Regions from separate parts of the Mus musculus genome. Here region 2 is linked to region 1. The links are chromatin contacts, called in public promoter capture Hi-C maps. All regions are on one chromosome and are shown on one strand. The core of a region is the stretch at or near the end of the contact, and the rest is flanking DNA. Distances in the headings are between cores, read along the strand shown. Region 1 holds the start of Bscl2 (Berardinelli-Seip congenital lipodystrophy 2 (seipin)). Region 2 has its middle 19 kb from the start of Scgb2a2.

What was found. Promoter capture Hi-C pulls out the DNA fragments that hold promoters and counts their contacts.
Region 2: a contact with region 1 is called in a promoter capture Hi-C map of second pharyngeal arch cranial neural crest. The contact joins the enhancer-like site here to the promoter of Bscl2 in region 1. A contact is called at or near these places in 12 of 39 promoter capture datasets (the 3T3-L1 cell line, the C10 cell line, the HPC-7 cell line and 7 more), 3 of 484 Hi-C or Micro-C datasets (the 63-12 cell line, B cells and embryonic stem cells), 10 of 115 datasets of contacts at active chromatin or transcription factors (bone marrow-derived macrophages, embryonic forebrain, embryonic stem cells and 4 more) and 2 of 9 other capture datasets (embryonic stem cells and pancreatic islet).

The regions. Positions count from the first base shown.
Region 1 is chr19:8,836,168-8,841,544 of GRCm38.p6, reverse strand. Bscl2 (Berardinelli-Seip congenital lipodystrophy 2 (seipin)) reads right to left here and starts at 4,078. Exons shown (of 12, transcript NM_001136064.3): 1 at 3,681-4,078; 2 at 1,761-1,969; 3 at 121-437. The coding sequence starts at 1,835. Gng3 (guanine nucleotide binding protein (G protein), gamma 3) reads left to right here and starts at 2,299. Exons shown (of 3, transcript NM_010316.3): 1 at 2,299-2,554; 2 at 2,892-2,991; 3 at 3,274-4,616. The coding sequence starts at 2,893. The coding sequence ends at 3,402.
Region 2 is chr19:9,863,766-9,868,763 of GRCm38.p6, reverse strand. No RefSeq gene overlaps it. Among named protein-coding and RNA genes, the nearest start is that of Scgb2a2, 19 kb to the right of the region's middle. Within about 2 kb of position 3,128, at least 6 of the 459 cell types and tissues checked have an H3K27ac peak or open chromatin away from gene starts, as enhancers often do.

The sequences.
Region 1 (5,377 bases), core at 2,829-5,328:
ACACTAGAATAAGATTTCACCCTCGGTCAATACTGGGATTCAACAGAGGAGAGACTCCACAAGTCCCTGAAGTAATTTTCAAGTTAAGATCCATCTACTTGAATGGAGCAGCCTTCTCACCTGTAGTGGAAGTGCACAGGGCTGAGGTGGCTGACCGTCGGCATGTAGGAGTAGTAGAAGGAGCCATAGAGGAACACAGACACCCAAAGCAAAAGAAGGATGGTGCAGAAGAGCACCCCAAACTGCAGCATCAGCCTGCGGGCACGGCCTGCCAAGACGTGGCCCACTTCCTGGGCCCACAGTAAGGCGGGGACTGGTGGGTCATTGACCATGATGGGGACAGCAGGGGGTCTGGCCCCAGCCTCAGGCTTTGAGTTCCTGGCTGGTCTTCCACAGGGACGATACCCTTGGCCATGGGATAGGGCAGCTGAAGGTTCCTGGAGAAAGAGAAGGGAAAAGACAGTTTCTTTTCCAGGGTAGCTGGAGACAAAAAAGCTTATTCAACTGGCTTTGAAAACTAGAGGTAGCAGGGCAAAGCAAAGTCATTGCTTCACATGCGCTTCTCTTCCAATTACTCCTTCACCTCCCTCCACTGAGTGTGCTTCCAGCCTCTTCCTCCAGTTTCGGGAGCCTGGGACAAACCTCCTTGATACATTCACAGAAGTATAACGTACAGAGAACGAGGCCTTTAAATCTCTCTCGAAACCCAGATGACATGGATCCAAAATGCCAGAGGTTTGCAAGGAGGTGAGTGACTTGCCTAAGGTTGCACAGCCGGCCAGTCTGGCTCAAAGCCAGCAGCCTTAGAGCAGTCAAAATTGCCTCCCAAGAGTTTCTTTCCTCTGCCTGGACCTGTGCTCGCTCACGGAGGAAGTGACCCCTACCCCCGCACAGCACCCTGTGGCCGACGCTGCGGCGCCCACCCCTGGGGTAATGCGGTGTACACCAGATCGCCACCGCGGCGAGGCAGACTCACCGGCCTCTCGCTGCCCAGGCAATATACAGAAGGCAGTTCCGGCTGCCGAGGAAGCCCCGCCCAACTGTCAATCGCCTACAGGGGCTGAGCCTTGCATAGAGGGCAGAGCCTGTAAAATGCTTTGCTCCCCAGTGTCTCTGCCCATTACACTTTAGTTAAGTGACCAAAGGACCCATTATAATCTCCAACGCAGTCTGGGACTCCTTGGTCCTCCTTTCCAGGCCTCAACCACAACCCTCTGCCCATACCTTTACCACCTGTCTTTTCAGTGTGATTGAATGGAGGTGTGAAATAAATGCTGATTTTGTTTTGTTTTGTTTTGTTTGTTTGTTTTTTGTAAATTCAGTAGAGTTCCTTGGGCCTGTAGGAGTCCAACTGGAGCTCAGAGAGCCTTGCACCCTGCCAGAATCTGAATCTTGTGTGTTGTGTGCGCAGATGGTGCCGTCCGCTAGTCAAGCGTGGCGGCATTTCAACCCCTTTCAGTCTCCAGTTTTTATGCTGCGTGATTGACCTTCTGTGACCCACGTGATGCAGCCAACCTCAAAATCCCTACAAAAAACCATGAGACTAGATTTCTGATGGTGGCATCGTCTGGATAACGTCCTCCAGGAGGCAAGGCCAATGCACATCTTTTTGAATAGTAGTAATCCACTCAAATTACATGAAAAATTTCCAATCGATTCCCTATTTCCCCAGTGCCAACTCTTGCCACCCTACTCCCCACTCCGAGAAGCCCACCTGTGTTCACAACATTCACACTAACTCTCGTGGCAAGGTGCCTTACCTCGTCTTTGTCTGATCCTTTGATCTGGTCTCTGCATGTCTCTCTTGCCCCAGCTTCTCTTCTTTGATGTATCATTTCTTTAGCTATCTTCCTGATGGGTTACCTCTGGGTCTCCCAGCTCGCGTCACTCACGTGGTAGAAAGTGGTGATCTAGAAGCTGATCACCTGTAGAGTGTTACATTTTCCTAGCTCTGAAGAACGGTGGGTCACTGAAAGAAACCAAGATTCAGGTGCTAAGTGCTGTGTCAGGGTGGGGGTGGGGGTGGGGGAGCAGCAGCCCAGCTGATGTCAGACTTTCAAATGAGCAGGGTCTTCCGCAGTGGGGACAGACTCTAATGCAGGGGCTGTCACAGGCCCAGACCACCCCATTTGAGAGGGGAGCCTGCTTCTGCCTCAGGCCCTTTGGGGAGCTATCTAGTTTAGACTAAGGACTTGTACAATGGCAGGGGCAGGTAGTGAGAGAGCAGCAGTGAGGGTGTGCACAGGGGATGCAAACAGCAGACTGACTCCCCCACTGTCCAGGCAGTTGGTATGCGCCAGAATCAGCAGCTCCTTCTAGCATCCTTCATCCTTCAGGTACCAGCCATCTGGGCAGAACTTAAGCTGTGGAGACTGAGACCACCCCTCCAAGGATCTCGTCTGAGCATCTCTAGTGACCTTCTCTGCATTAACTGTCAGTGCTACGGATATTTTTAGCTCCAAGTCCTGGCAGGGTGGGGCACCTATCTGAGGCAGGGTTTGGTGCCCCCTCCCCACTGACCCTACATCCCTGGCTGCCGCTGCTGTTACTTCAGGTGAGTAGAAAGCAGCTTTTTTTCTCTTCAGGGCTTGAGGGGGGACAGGTGGCTGATGTGATTTCATCAGGGTGGGGCTCTTTCTGACTGAGGCTTTCATTGCTGGTAACATATTTGGCTCAAAGACTTAAAATCCTTAAATCGTTTGTATAATTTGATGACCAGGACCCAGGGGTTAGGAGAATATTTCATTTTATCTTCTCCATTCTCCCTACTTAAAAAAAAAAAAAAAAAAGAAAGAAAAAAAAACCTGGGATGGCCACTGGAGAATGGGGGCACAATCCCAGGTGTGTGGTTGTGAAGAGCTGAGTGTTTCAGCTGACTGTCTTTACTCCAGGATGAAAGGGGAGACCCCCGTTAACAGCACTATGAGTATTGGTCAAGCACGCAAGATGGTGGAACAGCTTAAGATTGAGGCCAGCTTGTGCCGGATAAAGGTGGGTGCGACCCTGGCTCCCATCAGCCCTTCAGGGCTCAGCTGTGGGTTTGCAATACCCTCCCCTCCCCCCTCCCCCCAAGAAAAGATGCTTCTTTTCTTGACACCCTGAGGTCAGTGGCAGAAACTGGGCTTTGTCAGCAAAGTTGTTCCCGAGGACTGGCGTTGGGGGAGAGGGCTGTCTCAAAGGGCACTAGAAACAAAAAGATAGTCTATTGGAGAAGAGAACTGCAGTCCCTTTCAGGAATTCTGGTTAATGTATCCCTTCCTGGCTGGGTTCCAGGTGTCCAAGGCAGCAGCAGACCTGATGACATACTGTGATGCCCACGCTTGTGAGGACCCCCTCATCACTCCTGTGCCCACTTCCGAGAACCCCTTCCGGGAGAAGAAGTTCTTCTGTGCGCTCCTCTGAAGAGCGGTGGACCTCCTCTGAACTCATCGCCCCCTCCCAGACCCGCCCTTAGATTGGAAATTGTAGTAGATCACTTCTACCCGCATTTACCCGGAGATTATTTGAAGCACAAGGCCCTCCTTACCCATGTCTACCCCATCTCCTCACCCTTTCAGGCTAACTCCAAGCACCTTCTACTCTATCTATAAAGGGACCCCGCTAAACTGCCAAAATCCTGCCTGTTTCCCTCGGTGATCCATCCGTTCAGGCAATGGAGAGGGGGATGCCCGGGTGCTCACCTGGAGCTATGAAAGGTAAAGGCATTTGAAGAATAAAGTCATTCAGAGCCTCAGAGGACAACGTCTGTGTTAGCGTTCTTGGGAAAGAGGATCCTTAATCGATACACTTGCCATATCCAGGGAACAGGGCCAGTCGAGCCCGTTAGACATTGTAAGGATTGGAGATCGCAAAGTATAAGGTGCCCGAGCGCCCCCAGTGGGGGGTTGTTAAAACGAGCGCTCAGAAGCCGCGGAGCATTCACACGAGCGCGCAACGTAAGCGGCGAGAACCACACAAGGGCGAGCAGGGTGGGTTTCCGCAGGCCCAGGGACAGCAGCCCCGGGGGGAGGTGGCCCGAGAGGCCGTGGGGCGGGACAGGGCGACTCGGCGCGGCAGCCAATGCCCAAGATGGCGGCTGCCTGTTCGTACCCGCATGGAGGCACGCGCCGAGGGTGCTCTTAAAATGGCGGTCCCCAGCGTTCCCAATAGGGAACGATCCCTTATGCGATCCTCTGGTCTTAAAATGGCTGCCCCTGCCCTCTCAAAGTCAGAGTCAGGTTCTCTGTCCCATAGAATCTGGAACTAGACATGCTTTGGAGACCAATCACGGGGAGTGGGGATGGGGAGACACCTAAAGCAGTCATGGGTTCTTAAGTTCAGTGTGGTGACCAACACTCCGGAGGTGTTGGACACACACAGAGGCAGATGGATCTCTGAGTTCCAAGCCAGCCACGACGACACACAATACACAATGAAATCCTGACTTAAAACAACCAGTCACTAGGACTGGGACCCAAGAAGCCCAGAGTGAGTTTTGCATAAGAATCTCGCCTGAGTAGAGGTTCCCTTTGAGGTGTATGTAATAACACAAATGTGTTAAACAGGCCATCTTGGAGCACCCTGTTCCTTGGTCTCTGTGGGATCTAAATAAGTAATAAATTTGTTTTCTTGTTGAATTGGGGCTTTTTTATTTTCTCCTCAAGGTAACTGAAAACATCACAAGGGTTCAGAATGTCGTCTGACTGGAAACCATGTCTCAAGAATGCCTCCTAGAGTGAGATCCCGGCAAAGGGTTAGGGGATCCAGGCCACCGCCTAGAAGCTTTTTGGTCTGAGTGAACGTACATATATGTTTTGGATCCTGGGCTACATTTAAATGTCCTAGTTGTTTTGTTTTTGTTTTTATTCTTTTTGGTTTTTCGAGACAGGGTTTCTCTGTATAGCCCTGGCTGTCCTGGAACTCACTTTGTAGACCAGGCTGGCCTCAAACTCAGAGATCCGCCTGCCTCTGCCTCCCTGAATGCTGGGATTAAAGGCGTGCGCCACCATGCCCGGCTGTTCTAGTTTTAGGTGACAAATCGTTCTGGGTAGGAAGGTCTAACTATTCCCTGGGTGTCATAACCAAATGGCTGAACAGGTACAGGTGTTTGACTGCAGGCCCAGTGAGTTTCAACCATCAAGGTGGTGGGGGAGAACTCAAGAGTTTTTCTGACTCCACAAGAGTACCCTGCACACTCTCTCTCTAGAGCGCGTGCATGCGCACACACGCAGACTTCAGTATTTTATAACCTTTGCTCCTTCTTTCTTGTGAAAACCCCAGGAAGGATCCTTGTTATAATCCCTGCCTGCTTACAATGTCTAGAATGCAATAGGTGCCTAATACCTAATGAATGTTTTTTTCTATGTGTATATGCTTAAACTGTACACAGGGAGTAGCA
Region 2 (4,998 bases), core at 1,879-4,378, 1.0 Mb before region 1:
GGGGAAACTAATTTTTGCTTTGTGAGTTGCTGATAATTGGATACAGCTTCTTGAGGATGGGAGCTCATGTCTACGCCCCTCTCCTATTAGTGCTGGGACCCCTACCTGGTTTGGATCTTTGAAGGCCCAATTCATACTGCTACTATCTCTGAGTTCATTTGTGTGGCAGTCCGGTTGTGATTGGAAGACACTGTTTTCTTGGTGATTTTCATCCTCTCTTCCTCTTACCTTTCTACCTCCTCTTCTGTATAGCTCCCTGAATCCTGAGGGGAGGTCTTTGATGAAGAAATACCATTCAGGACTAAATGTCCCAGGGCCTCTCATTCTGCACATTGTCCAACTGTGGCTGTCCCCATTACTTCCCATCTACTGCAGAGGGAGACTTATTTGATGATAGCTGGTTTAAACTGATCTGTGGGTATAGCAGAATGTCATCAAGAGTTATTTTATGTTGCTTTAGCAACACAACAGTATTCAGTTTTTTCCTAGGTCCATCTAGCCTCAGATTTTTGACCAGCCAAGCATGTTGGAGACAGGTTCCATCTTGGAGTGGGCCTTAATCTACTCATAATGGTTACTCTAACAAAATTTGTGCCACTACTGCACTAGCATGTTATGCAGGCACTTCATCATTGTAGACCAAAGGGTTTGTAGCAGGGTTATGCTTATCTTTTGTTGCTAGCATACAGAGCCTCTTCCAGTACCATGAGTCAGTAGGGGTGATGTCTTTAAGTAGGCACCAGATTGACTTTTGTGTTTAATGAGATATATAGTGTTGTCTAAGAGGAATAATTTTTAAATGCATTTTTTTTTAAGAGTTTGCATTTGCTGTCAGTGAATTTTTAGTAGCTGTCAGAACAAAAGAGCCCTTGAGCTGTCTGGAAGTCTTGTAAGACCAGCATGACCCTGTTACTTTCTCTCAGAGCGTGGTGGTTATTTTATTTTATTTTTTAGAATTGTTTTATTTGCATTCCAGTCATTATACCCCTCTGTACCCCTCCCCACAGTTTCTCATCATTCTTCCTCCCCTTGCCTCAGAGAGGACCCCCCCAACCAGCCATCCCCCCTTCCTCGAGGCCTCAAATCTTTTGATGATTAAGTGTATCTTCTCCCACTGAGGCCAGACCAGGCAGTCCTCTGGTACATATGTGCCAGGGGCCTTGGACCAACCTGTGGATGCTCCTGGTTGGTGGCTCCGTATCTGAGAGCTCCCTGGGATCTGGGTTAGTTGAGACTGCTGGTCTTCCTATGGGGTCGATCTCCCTTTCAGCTTCCTCAATCCTTCCCCTAATTCAAGCATAGAGGTCCCTGACTTCAGTCCAGTGGTCGGGTGTAAGTACCTGCTTCTGTCTCAGTGAGCTGCTGGTAGGGACTCTCAGAGGACAGCCATGCCAAGCTCCTGTCATAAACACATCATAGCATAGTAATGTCAGGCCTTGGTGTCTCCACATGACATGGGTCTCTAGTTGGGCTGGTCATTGGACCGCCTTTCAGTCTCTTCTCCATTTTTGTCTCTGCAGTTCTTTTAGACAGGAATAACTGGGTCAGGAATTTTGATTGTGGGTTATTAGCCCAGTCCCTCCACTTAAATCCCTGTTTATCTATGTACTGGAGGTGGGTTCTTTGAGTTCCCTTTCCCCAGTGTTGGACATTTTAGCTAAGATCACCCCCTCATTGGGTTCTGAAAGTCTCTCACCTCCTGGGTCTCTGGTACTTCCTAGAGGTTCCTCCACTTCCCATCCTCCAAGGCTGCTTGTCTCCTTTCATTCTCTTGGCCCTCTGGGCTTCTCTCCTGTCCCTTCACCCCCATATCTGATCTAATACCCCTTCTCCCCTCCCTCTCTCCCACTCAGGTCTCTCCCTCCTTCAGCCACCTGTGATTATTTTCTTCTCCCTTCTGAGTAGGATTGAAGCCACCTCACTTGGACATTTCTGCTTGTCACACTTCTTACAGTTGGGCATTCTGTACTTTTTGGCTAATATCCACTTATCAGTGAATACATACCATGCATGTTCTTTTGGGTCTAGTTACCTCACTCAGGATATTTTCTAGTTTCATCCATTTGCCTACAAAATTCATGATGTTTATTTATTTATTTTTTTGGTTTTTTCGAGACAGGGTTTCTCTGTATAGTCCTGGTTGTCCTGAACTCACTTTGTAGACCAGGCTGGCCTCGAACTCAGAAATCCGCCTGCCTCTGCCTCCCAAGTGCTGGGATTAAAGGCGTGCGCCACCACACCTGGCTATGAGTAGTGTTTCTTAAAATGAACCTACTTATAAAGATTGAACTTCAATGTGATGGCATTCCACAAAGAATCTGGGAATTTATCCTAATATTTGCAATACCCCACTAATGCTGTTTGGAATTATATTGTTAAATGGATGGAACTAGAAAATGTTATATTTAGTGAGGGAACTCAGACCCAAAAAGTGAATCACTTTCTTATTTGTGGATTTTAGCTTTGAATCTGCAGATGTGAGCATATAACCTGGAGTAGCTACAGAAACCAGGGAAGTGAAAAGGGACCATGTAGGGCAAGGGAGACAGGGATAGTAAGATGTTGGATGTTGTGATGGCTATTCTTGGTTGTCAGCTTGATGGCATACATCTGGAATTAGCTAAAACCCAAGCTGCTGAGTATGTATAACTGCGAGAGATTTTTCTTGTTTTTTTTTCTTTTTTTTTTAAGATTTATTTATTTATTTATTACATGTAAGTACACTGTAGCTGTCTTCAGACCCTCCAGAAGAGGGCGTCAGATCTCATTACGGATGGTTGTGAGCCACCATGTGGTTGCTGGGATTTGAACTTCGGACCTTCGGAAGAGCAGTCGGGTGCTCTTACCCGCTGAGCCATCTCACCAGCCCGAGAGATTTTTCTTGATTGGATCATTTGAGGTAGGAGGCCACACCTTTAAATCTGTGCTACAGGTTCTGGTGGCAGCCTAAATAGAGGCCATAGAAGGAAGAGCTTGTTCTTTGCCTACTTGTCCTCTCACTGGGAAGTTCACTTCTTCACTGGAATCAGAGCCTGTTTCTTTGGTTCTGGCATGTACTGAAGACCAGCTGAGACATCCAGCCTCACAGACTGAACAGTTATTAGATTCCCCAGTTAGGAGTCAGTCATTTTTGGAATAGTCAGACTACAGCCTGGGTAGACATTCCAATAAATTTGTCTCTGCAAGTGAGTGAGTGTGAGTGTGTGTGTGTGCATTCAGTTCTGTTTCTTTTTAGAACCCTAATACAGGTGCTTTGAAGGGGAAATGGGAAAAACAGGGCAGGGAAACTTTTAATTAATTAGTGGGGGGCAATATAGAGTAAGAGGGAGGAAAGAGGAATTAAAAAAAAAGCTACCAAGGATAATTGAACAAGGCACAGGGAAACATTGTTTCTTTAAAATACATACATAAATGTACGTGTATACGTACATATAGTTTAAGTAGAGTTTTTCTATGTGGGGTGATAAGGCTGTGTTGGGCCAGGGTGATTATCTTAAGATTAGTAGTCATCTTATTACAAGGTCAAAATAAATTAATTCCTATTTTCTGTAAAACTTGGGTTTGACCAGGACTCCCTTCATTTTATGATATTTTCCATGCTCTACACTCTATACCCTGACCACTACTCTGATAAAATGTTCTGTAAAATGATTTTGAAATGTTCAAGTTTCTACATAACTAGAATTCCTCTGGAAATCCTCCAACCCTTGAAACTCCTCCGGCCTTGCAGTTTTGGGGCTAATATAAACCTCATCTTTTGTGTTCAACACTATTTTTCTCAAACCTCACTCTAGGGAAATTGCCCTGTCTGGCAGAAAATAAAGCTTGAGTAATTTGTCCAAAGAGTTTGAGAATGGTCTTTACTCTCCTTCAATGGGACTAACAACCATAGGCTGTAAATGTAACTTTTATTCTCCTGAAGTAATTGTTGTCTTTGATGCTTACTGCCTCTGAGATCCCAAATCGTTTAAGTTCAGATTTCATTTTAGAGAAACTGACCTAAGTTTGAACTCAGGTAAACTAACAGGCTGGTACGTAGCATTAGTCTCCCAAGTTGCTTCCCCCAAAACCCCAGCCTAGCTCCAGTCTCTAGGCTAATCTCTAACATGACCAGAGGTTCCAGGCTACACCCTCAACAAGACCAGTGTCTCCAGGTTATTCCCCCAACAAATCTACACCCCCAGGTTATAAGCCCACCCCCTGCCTAATGACCACCAATGCAGAGGGGAACAGAAATTAAGTTTATGATATGACTCCCAGCACCAGTCAATTATGTTAAAGGTCACAGGAGCTTTCCAATTAGATGCTTGCATATGTACTCCCTGCTTATTGCTTACTATAAAGCCTTGCCCCAATAGACATTCAGGGCTCCCCCAACCCCAAACCATCATGCATGATGGTGGTGCATTGGGGGAGGGGCGGGTAAAGGGAGTTGAGTTAGCTCAAAAAGAATAAAGACCCTGCTGTGAGTTGCACCAGATTGGCTCCTGTCTGTGTTTTGGGGGATCACTAACATCTCCTTGGCACACTTCCATCTGCTAACCTAGGCCTTGTCTAAATTCTAGCCTCCATACAATTTAATCTAGGTCTAGAATGTTTTCAGCCTCTGAGACTTGTGCTGAATAAGCTCACCCTTTCTAGTTAATTCTGAGCTCTGGCTGGCCATGGCCAGTTCAACTCAGCTGTTCTGGCTCAAACTCCTCTCCAAGCTGACTGATTTAACCTAACATCTCACAGTGTCTTACTGAATTGCTCAGCATTGGCCTCATGCTAACTTTGGCAATATGCTATAAAGCAATATGAACAAGCAAGGATCATCCTAGAAAGCTGCTTCATTTAGATCACCACAGGGAAAGTCTTTGTCTAAGAGTCACTCTTTTTTTCTTTTTTCTTTTGGATATTTTTTTTATTTACATTTCAAATGTTATCCCCTTTCCCTGCCCCTCCCCGAAATACCCTATCCCATTCTCTCTCCCCCTGCTTCTATGAGGGTGTTCC